Regions from separate parts of the Oryctolagus cuniculus genome. Here region 1 is linked to region 2. The links are chromatin contacts, called in public Hi-C maps. All regions are on one chromosome and are shown on one strand. Each heading gives the region's core, a stretch centred on a gene start, on an enhancer-like site or on the middle of the called end of the contact. The rest is flanking DNA. Distances are from core to core; before and after follow the strand shown. Region 1 holds the start of LEF1 (lymphoid enhancer binding factor 1). Region 2 has its middle 14 kb from the start of RPL34.

Region 1 (4,900 bases), core at 2,108-4,607, 460 kb before region 2:
AAACCAAATGAAACACAAAGGCTGCGCACTTTTTCAGAGACAGGTGTTAAATAATGTAACATACACTACAGATAAGCAGGAAGTTTCCTAGGTTTTCTCTTTTTGTTGAAACAGTGGGCATGCTCCTGTCAACTCTAGTCTCCTTTTTCTTGAGCTCAAATAAAAGTAACATCCACACAGCCTACATGCTACATAATAAAAGCCAGTGGCTTACCATCATCAGGATGTTCTCTGGCCTTGTCGTGGTAGGACTCCTGGGAGGCTTGAGCTTGTCTGGCCACCTAACAACAGGAATCCCCACCCCCAAAAGAAAAAAAAATCACCTTAAATTGATAGTAATAATGATGCGTGTGTGTGTGTGTGTGTGTGTGTGTGTGTGTATGTGTGTTCCCACTGGTACTTAAAATAGGAGGTGCAGGTACGATAAATCTACGAGGGGTAGGTGAGGATTGAGTACAAGGGAATTTTTCTTTTTCTTACCAAGTACTTTTGACTATTAGTAAGTAACAGAAACAACGAAAAGATACTCAATATGGGAATGATCCTCGCGCCGTTTGCCTGCTGCTTACTCAAACATATCCAGCCCACTTGGATGTCTAACAGATAGGTGAAGTTAACGGGGCTCAGCCTCGTGATAGCATCTTCAACCACTGTTCGCTTCAATCGGATCTGATTAAAAGCACGCTGAAATATCACTTTTCAACTGAAAAATGACAATTTAAACGTAAGCCAACCACTTGGATGGGGGTCTTAAGGCAATTGCCTCAGCGGGTCCCAGCAGGAGCTCCACCACGGCTGGCTGCGCACTGGCTTACAGGAGCAAAATCTAACAGTTCTGTGGTTAATTTGAGCGTGGGGCTACAGACATCTAAAAGGTAGCCCAGTTAACATCAGTTTTGGTAACCACCATCCACCCAGGCTCAACCACGTGCAAATCAGTGGTATTACCCCCTTCATCATCTTCTCCGCGCCTGCCCATGGCCCAACTTCCCACTGGGGTCAATCAAGACTGACAGGGCCCTAATACCTGGGGTTCCAACCATAAAAGTGTAGAAAATGTGACGTGGCTGGAAAATGTATTTACGGACAAGGGAGGACAAGCAGAGAGAAAGAGCTGGGCAGGAAGATTAAGTGCTTTCGAGGCTGTTTGGTCCACTGGACGTGTGCCCTTCCAGTGACCCCCTGCCCCCAGTGCACAGTCACAAATCTTTTACTTGGAAGTGGGTGCACCCTAGGTACCTCACTACCCGCCCTCTGCCCCGCTTCCCCTAAACTGGAGCCAGGGCTAAGGAACACCACCCAGGCCCCCAACCTTCCAAAATGCGTACTCACCCCTGCCATTGGGATAGAGAAGGGAACTCTGAGGTGCTCTTAAACGTGTTGTTTAAACCCCAAATTGTCCCCGCCCCCAAAACCACACGCGTTCCTTTTGGGGGTAGAAGGATGCCATTTAAGGCAAAAGGCATACCCTCCAAGTTGCTTTGGGGGAAAAAAAAACGTTGGTGAAATCATGTGGGTGTCAGGACTTTTCTACCGGATTTCCTCTGGCGGGTTTCCCAGCTGTCGAACCCGGGTGGTCAGCCGAGTGGCGGACGTGAGGGTCCACCCGCGCGCAGCCGCAGCCCCGGCGGCCGGCCCGCGCCTTCCCACCGCCGGCACCCACGTGTCTCTATTTACCCTACTCAGGTTACCAGCGCGCGCCCGCCGCGGGCCTGCACATCTGATAAGGGCTTCTCCCGCTTCCCCACTCAGCCCTGTCGCCTTTTTTCTGCAGAGATTCAGGGCCTGATTCCGGGTCAAACCCCGAGTAAAGGCGTCCTTCTTTCTTCTTTAAGCGGCGAGCGCTGGGGAAAACTAGGGTTGGGCAGAGGTACGCGGGTCCCTGGGCGACTCGGCTTAGCATGCGCTCACCCACAGCCCCTGGCAGCCACGGGCACCGAGTCCCGCGCCGCCCCCGCAGCCCAGGCGCGCGCCCCTCCGCCGGCACGCAGGCTCCGCGCGGGCCCCGCTCGGGAGCGGTTGGGGCGGCCCCGCCTGCCGGGCCCGGCCCACGCTTGCCTCCCCTTCCTCCCCTCCGGCTCTGCGAAGCCTTCGGTGGTTTAACGCACTTTTGCAGACACCCACCGAGACAGCGAGCGGGTGCACGCCGTTTTCCGTCCTGCGTTAGAACTCCTCACTGTGTTCAGACGGCCTCTCCTGTATGCCTCGCGCCCCTCAGCCCCGCCACCAAACCCGGGCACGAAACGTTAGGGGCGAAGGGCAGCTTTTTCCTGCCCGCAAACCAACCGTTTAGCCACCGAATCCCTAAACACTTGGAGTGAGTTTACCTGCACGCCCCTGCTCCCGCCCTACACAACCACGGGGAATGGCGATCCAGGGGCCCGGCCAAACCCACCCCCCCTCCCCGCCCCAAACGACGGCCCTACTCGGGACCGGTCACCGGGACTGGCCGGCGCTTCGACCCCCTTCCTCCCTCTCTGCTCCCCGGGGCCGCCACGCTCCCGGGTTCGGCGCGCGGCCCGCTCACCTCGTGTCCGTTGCTGGCCGGGATGATCTCAGACTCGTTAACTAAGGAGGACTTGATGTCGGCCAAGTCGCCTTCCTCTTCAGGGTGACTGATCTCGGCAAAGATCTTCTCCTTCTGGGGATCGCCCTCGTCCTTGAAGGGGATCATCTCGTCCGTGGCGCAGAGTTCCGGGTCCCCCCCGCCGCCGCCGCCTCCCCCGGAGAGCTGGGGCATCCCGACGGCTCAGTAATCTCCGCTCCTCTGCGGGAGCACCCGCGGCGACAGCCGGAGAGGAGGGGTCCGCGCAGGTCGCAGAAAGGGGGAGGGAGAGTTGGGAGAGGGTGCGGGAGGGAGGACGGCGGGCGGAAGCGAGGCGGGCGAGCGCGGGGCCGCCGGCCGGTAGCCTGAGCAGCTGCGGCGGCGGGATCGGCCGCCTGCGCTTTCCCGCTTCGCCGAGACCAGCGCCGGCGCCTGCCCCCACGGCCGAAGGGCACGGGAAGGCGAGAGCCGCTGCAGCTGGCGCCTCCGGGGCGTCTGTGCGGCGCCGCGTGCTAGGCTAGCCTGCCCCGGCCCGGACGGCTACCCCGCGCCCCCCGCGCCACCGGGGTCTGTGGGCCCAGGACGCAGACTCGGAAAGGAGCACGACTCCCCAAAGTGCAGAGAAAAGGCTAGCGGGCGCGTCTCCGCGCAAACCTATCCACCGTAGCTTCCTCGGATGCCGATTTAGCAGTCTGGTTTCCGAGAGAAGAGAGGGGAGCCGGGCAAAAAGGCTCCGTTTACCCCAGCGGAGAAGGTGCGAGGAGAATCAGAAGATAATGAAATGTCCACTTCCTGAAGGGCTTAAAAAAAAAAAAAAGCCGCCTGGGCCAGTGATGTCCGTTTTAGAGCTGCTTCTTTCCTTCCCCTTCGCTTCAGTTTTCCTCCTTGAGGAGCATTTAATCTGGAGGAGGAGGCGGAGAAGGTGGGGGCGGAGGAGGAGGGGAAGAGAAAGAGAAGTTGTTTGCCAAGAATAAAGTTTGTGCCGAGGAGCGCGGGGAATCGGCGGTGCAGAGCTCGGCGGGGTCTCGGGGAGCCACAGCAGGGGCCTTGGGCCCAAACGCTTCAGCCCGCAGCGCGAGCCGACACGCACGGGCAGCCCGACCCCTCTTTGTTCCCGGCTCGAGTTTCTCGGGCCGGCTGGCTCGCCGCTCTCCACGCCTCCGCCGGCCCGCTCTGTCCAGGCGGAGAGCTGCGCCCCTCGGGTTCGCCCGGCAGAAGGGAGGGGACTCTCCGAGCTTGGCCGCTTGCGAGGCTCCGGGCGCGTCCAGGCTCCTCGGCCCGAGAGCGCGCAGCCCGGGTGCGTCCTCCGCGCCCAGCCCCGCAGGTGAGCGGCTGCGCCTCCCCACCGCTTCTCCTCCTCCCGCGCCTCCGCGGCGCTGAAAAGCTACCCACTTGCGTCGCTTCTCCTCCCTCGCCCCTCCCCCGTCTCCAGCTCTCCTTGGCTGCCGGCTGGAGCAGGGGGCGGGAGGGAGTCGGCGAGAAGGAGGTGGTGATTGAGGACTTTCCCCCCCTTTTTCTTTTCCCAGAGCCTGTAGGACGAGTCCTAGTTTTGGGGTGTGTGTGTGTGTGTGTGTGTGTCCGCGCGCGCGCCTGGAGGAAGGGATCAGGCAACTTGGCAAGAGAAGGAAGGGAAGAGCGGGCGCCGCTTAGAACCCACGGAGAGGCACGCTTTGCTCGCGTGAAATTGACAAGAAACTCTGCCCAAATGGCTTAACTCCACCATCTAAGCATTTCTCTTGCCCCCTCCCCATTCACTCACCCACTCCTCTCCCTCTGCCAATCTCTCCCCCACCTTCTTTCCGCCTCCTACCCTCTCTCCCTAGCCCAGGCAGGGGGAGGAAGATGAAAGAGAAAGCCGCCGCCGCTGTGATCGACACCGCAGTGATGGATGCTCTGACAGGGGATGAGGCGGGAATCGGGGACTGAGGAAGAGAAGGGGGAGATATAATAGACGTTGCTGAACTAGTAAGAGAAGAGAGGCAAGAAGGACATGGTAAAGAGAGTTGTGGCTTCCCTAAACATCATGCCACCCGCATGCTCTTTGTAGAGAAGGGACAAGAGAGCACAGGCTAGCGAAAAAAAAAAAAATCTCCAGGCTTACCGAGAAAAATAGGACGAGGAAGAAGCAACTGAAGACTGAATCCCAATTATCGCTTTATAAACAGCATCTCTTTCATTGTGTCCTCACCACGGGATCTGTTTACGCTAGGTCTCTCGTGGGTTTGGGGAGATACGTGCCCCAGCGTGTGGGAACCTCGTAGAGAACGAAAAGACAACCCGAGGAGGAGGAGAAGGCAACAGGACCCAGGAGAGCGAAACCAGAAGAGAGAGGGAGGACAGGGCAGTCCCTGGCAC
Region 2 (5,509 bases), core at 1,543-4,042:
ATAATCTTTAAAAAAAAAAATCCAATCCATTAGCACTTTGTAAATTAAAAGGATAAAATCCACAATAATTCTGGCTCAAAAGGTGCTTTCTAGCTTCCAGGATACTAGCTATTCAATAACTTAGTGATCCTAAATGTTTCTGGTTAACCTGAAGGATTATAAGAGTTTGAGCCCATATATTTATATTCTTTTATAATTTAGCTTTCATTCATTCACCCAACAGATATTTATTGGAAACTCCCATGTGCCGGAAACTTCAGCTGGCTGAATATTAATACAGGGTTCACCAAAGTGGACTAGACTGTCCCATTGCCACATTGTACATAGGGGGGATAACGGTAAAGGAGGAACCTCAAACTCACTGATAGTTGCACACGTTGGGATAAGAATCATAAAGGAGGCCGGCGCCGCGGCTCACTAGGCTAATCCTCTGCCTTGCGGCGCTGGCACACTGGGTTCTAGTCCCGGTTGGGGCACCGGATTCTGTCCCGGTTGCCCCTCTTCCAGACCAGCTCTCCGCTGTGGCCAGGGAGTGCAGTGGAGGATGGCCCAGGTGCTTGGGCCCTGCACCCCATGGGAGACCAGGAAAAGCACCTGGCTCCTGGATCCTGCCATCGGATCAGCGCCGTGCGCCAGCCTCAGCGCGCCGGCCGTGGCGGCCATTGGAGGGTGAACCAACAGCAAAGGAAGACCTTTCTCTCTCTCTCTCTCTCTCACTGTCCACTCTGCCTGTCAAAAAATAAAAAAAAAATTAAAAAAAAAAATCATAAAGGAAAGTTCATAGTGCTGTGGGTCAATTTAAGAACTTCATGGACAGGTAAGGTGTATTCTTCTATGGAGGTGATGTTTAAGGTTAGAGCAAGGATAAGCAGACACTAGCTGGGTGACAAGTATGTAGAACATTCCAAACATAGGAATTAATATGTGCAATTGCCTTAAGTCAACAGACAGCTTATATTACAAATAAAATTAATTCATGCAACCCAGTTCACTCTCAATATTTAGAGCCCAATAAATCTGAAATGTGTGAACAACTTGTTAGTCACTAGGAAGGACCAAGCCTGTCAGCACACAGCTCTTAGAGCACTTATATTGTCCCTAGGGCCAGAAGATCCATGCCACTTTTTGCATCCTAAGGGAGATCACTGAGAGAAAAGCTCTGTAAACTGCTTTAGTTGAAGAAACTCCTCTGCATCAGGAGATATTTAAATTATGCAACTCCCTAGATAACTTGGGCACCAGCCTTCTATAAAGGAGGGAAAGGATCAAACTTATTGACTGAATTCCCCTGACCTTCATTCAGCTTCTGTATTCCTTGGCCTGTACAAATAGCCCGAGGGCCCTCTTAACTCTGTAGGGTTGGGAGTAAGCTTACAGCTTGACATGCTTAAAGAACAAATGGTCTTGAAGAAAATTCAAATGTTTATTGCATTTTAATGTAGGTTGTATAAGGACTCTGCAGGCCACATGGTCTCTGTCACAACTATTCAATTGTGACCTTCATAGAGTGAAAGTAGCCGTGGACAATTCATAAATGACTGTTCCATGTAAATGCCATGTTCCAGTAAAGCTTTATTTGCAAATACTGATGTCAGGTCGGATTTGGCCTGCAGGTCATAGCTTGAGGACTTTGTGCTGGGTGACCCTGCTTCTAGTGACAACTGCCATTGGACTGCAACTGCATAAGAGACCTCAAGTAAGGCAAGCAGAAAACTGTCTTAAGTCTAATTAGCCCAAAGGGTGATGGGAAAAAATAAAATGATTGCTTTTTCCCCATCTCTCTAAACACTGACATGATTTGGTACATGGCCGTATACCATGAAAACTGGTAGAGTACAATGATCTTTATTTCTTGTTGCTTACATACCCCTTCGAGAATCTGAAAAGCTATGTAGACCCTTGCACATTTTTAGATCATCATCTAAACATTTTCTTTAGTAATTTATAGCCTTCTAAAGTGTATCATTGCCAGTAGAATGAACATTTTGATAATTTTGAAGAAAATGGTTTGATTTAATATATTGAATAAAAGCTAGATAGCAGAAACTTTTTAAAATACAGGCTCTTCCAATAGCTGAATTCCTTTTCTTTGACATATATTGCTGTTCTATTTCCTTGAGTATCCCTTACTGATAAGTAATTCTCACAGTTCTACAAGAGAGCCAAAGAGAGTCATGGAGAGCTGCCACCCAGTTCCCCTGTGGCTGCCCCTTCAGTCTGTTCTCTGCTTCAGTCTCAAGGGACTCTCGCCCAGGAGTGATGCATTCTTTGACAATTTCAGGTGGTGAAAAGTGAGAAGGATGTTGACATCATTGTCCCCACACTGTTGTTATTAATTATTTTAATATTAATATCTTAAGGGTCCTTGCTATCTGTTTAGATAAAAATTCTGAATATCAGCTCAAATAAAACAGGCAAGAAGGTAAGTTTTAGTATTTTTTTAGTGAGAGAAGGTGCGAAGGAAGGTGAGGGCTTTATTTAAGGGAGAAAGAAGTGTAAAAGTATAAGCTGGGTCCATACCAGGCAGAGAGCAGGCTGGGAGCCAAGTGGAGCGAAGCGTGGGTTAGGAGTAGGCACTGGTAGCATAGTGGGTGGACAGAAAGGAGAGAGAGGTGGGGCCAGGAGGCCATGTGCCAGAAGGCATGGGACAACAAGGGGGCTGACCCAGCGTGATCCACATCTTTTAATCACTTCCAAAGGGGAGTGATTATGTAATTTAATCAACAGTTAGGTGCATGAGATCACACAGGCGGCAGGAAGGGGTGTGGTTTTCCAGCTCATGAATCTAATTAATCCTATCTGCCTGCTCATGTCAACACTATCTACATTACATCTGAGTTCAGGGAGTTCCCAGTATGGGCCAGAAGGACCTGCTCCAGTGCCTCAGTTTCCTGTATGGGGAAGACAGGGAAAGACTTGCCATCATTTTTTTATCAGTCAATTTTTATTTTTAAGACATTGGCTATGAACTGGGTAATATTTTAGGCACTGGGATGAACAATATAGATAAAAATCCTTGCCCTAGTGGAGGACTCACAAACAACAAATGAATGAACAAGGAGTACATATTTAGGCTGGTGGTTAAGATGCCAGCATCCACATTGGAGCAATGTAGACCCTGGAGGACAGCAGCAGTGGCTCAAGTGATCAGATAGGAGTCCTGGATTGAGATCCAAGCTCCCAACTTCTGTTTTGCAATTTATTTTATTTTTATTTTTAAAAAAGATTTATTTATTTGAAAGTCAGAGTTACACAAAGAGAGGAGAGGCAGAGAGAGAGAGAGAGAGAGGTCTTCCATCCAATGGTTCACTCCCCAATTGGCCACAACGGCCGGAGCTGCACCGATCCGAAGCCAGGAGCCAGGAGCTTCTTCCAGGTCTCCCATGCGGGTGCAGGGGCCCAAGGACTTGGGCCATCCTCCACTGCTTTCCCAGGCCATAGCAGAGAGCTGGGTCTGAAGTGGAGCAGCTGGGTCTCGAACTGGTGCCCATATGCTAAGGCGTTAACCTGCTGTGCCACAGAGCTGGCTCAGTCTTCAATTTGAATATTGTGAGGGAAGACCTTCCCAAGGAGGGGACGTTTAAGAAAAGCCTGAAGGTTGAGAGAAAGGAACCATGAAGATATCTGGGAAAGGGCTTTCTGAGCAGAGAATGGTTTGACGGCAGGAGGGTGCCAGGTAGATGGAGCTGAGGGAGAGAACGTTAGAAATGAGAGTAAGGAGTTCACAGGGTGCCAGATTGTATGTTACAGTTAGAACCAATATGACCCTCAGATCTGGGCAAGAGGGACCACTACTCGGGGTCCCATGCATTAGGGGGCTGCTGTGGCTGTCCCCTGCCAGTATCTCACACCACAAGGAAACATCAGGGGACCAGGGGGCTGCTGATCCCCAAAACCTGATCCCCTTCTAGACATTAATTGGCAGTGCCTGAGCATTCCTCCTCTCTGGCCATCTCAAGGGAGGATTGTGTCTTGGACAAGCTCATCCATAGGTCTGAGGGTGCCTGAAGGGTGTGTGGATGGAGCTTGGACACTGGGCTGAGTTGTCTACAGACCTACACATGAGTCCCCTCAATTGTGAGAAGGACCAGGGGGCTGGGCAGGGAATGGGCTGCTCCTGCACTGCCATGTTTTAGGCAGAGAAACCGAAGAGCCCTAGAATTCTAAAATCAAACCCAGCTATTGAAGTGAGGTTTGGGAGGTACGGTTGTCAAAGTGGGAGGACAGAACATATCTTCTTGAGCCATTTGTCAACTTGATTTAGACATAAGATATTTTGGCCCATATTGGCATTCTTGCCCTGAGTCCTGTGAGGCATTGTGGGTATGTCTGACTCTGGCTCTGAGTGGACAGAAGGCCATAAGAGGTGCTCTGCTTGGAAGAGGCTGTGCTGACCCCATATTTAAGATGGTCCATTTTACTGCCTTTAATTTTATATCCCTCTAGTCAAGCACCATGGACCATCATCAGGGTTTGAGGTTTCCTTTCTTTTCTACAATGGGAGAAGAGTTATTGTAAAAAGGAGCACTGGAAGAATTGGAATGAAATTTTCTCAGAGGGGTCAATTGTAGGAAAGAGCGCAGGTGGAGGCTGATAATGTAGTAATTGTTTTCCTTAAAACTAGCAATGCCCCAGTACCCTCTTGGAACATTAATGGTGCCCCATGAATGTTTTACTCCAATCTGAAGATCCCTGCTACAGTGAAGTAGTGTTGTATTAGAAGATCAGAAGCCTAGGCTGTAGAACTGGCTCTGCCGCTATTTCTATGATCTTGGGTAAGTCGTTTGCTAGTTCCAGATTAGACTAGTGATCTCCAAAGTCTCCTGTTCATGAACTCACTAATTCATTTTATTTGTCCTGCCAATAAATTGAGCATTCATGATGCTCCAGACACTGGAATGGAGCTCAGCTCTCAAGGTGAATACAAGACCTCTAAGTGCCTTCCAGGAGCTCACGGTCAAGTAGCTTAGTTCAAACCAGGTAGCACCTATGACATGTTTAGGAAATTTGTTGGGGCATCAGTGCTGGACCGTCTGTAACACATAGATCATTTCTGCTCAGCAAATTCCCCTGAGTCCTACATGATTTTCCAATACCCGATCAGATTGTTATATATTTAAGAAACCTGTTTATCATTATCCAAGCTTTAGTAAACTCCACTTAAATATAAACATACAAAGTATTTTTGGCATGGTTTTAATAAATACTTAAATTTCTAGGAATGCAACCACTATGTAAAACCAGGGAAGATTATATTTTTCTTTTGAGCATTATCTTGAGAAATCTAACATTTTGGTAAAAAAAAAAAAGCAATTCATAAAACTTTGATCTTCTGCATGGTAATCTAAGATTCCCAATTTTTAAGAAAAAAATGTAAATGTATGAGTGAATTTGCTGATTTACATTTTTCTTAAATCTTTGATGTTAGATATTATTCACACAAAATCTGATTAACAATAAATTAATTTGTGGCATAATATATAAATCTATCATATTCTGCCAAGAGCAC

What was found. A called contact is a pair of places that touch in the nucleus more often than the background predicts.
Region 1: a contact with region 2 is called in a Hi-C map of an unstated tissue, with 2.0 times the contacts expected there. The contact joins the promoter of LEF1 here to the enhancer-like site in region 2. A contact is called at or near these places in 2 of 6 Hi-C or Micro-C datasets (ear pinna and an unstated tissue).

The regions. Positions count from the first base shown.
Region 1 is chr8:56,919,924-56,924,823 of mOryCun1.1, reverse strand. LEF1 (lymphoid enhancer binding factor 1) reads right to left here and starts at 3,357. Exons shown (of 11, transcript XM_051820129.2): 1 at 2,528-3,357; 2 at 215-281. The coding sequence starts at 2,740. LOC103350731 (a long non-coding RNA gene) reads left to right here and starts at 3,741. Exons shown (of 10, transcript XR_011378317.1): 1 at 3,741-3,869.
Region 2 is chr8:56,462,309-56,467,817 of mOryCun1.1, reverse strand. No RefSeq gene overlaps it. Among named protein-coding and RNA genes, the nearest start is that of RPL34, 14 kb to the left of the region's middle. Within about 2 kb of position 2,792, at least 1 of the 8 cell types and tissues checked has an H3K27ac peak or open chromatin away from gene starts, as enhancers often do.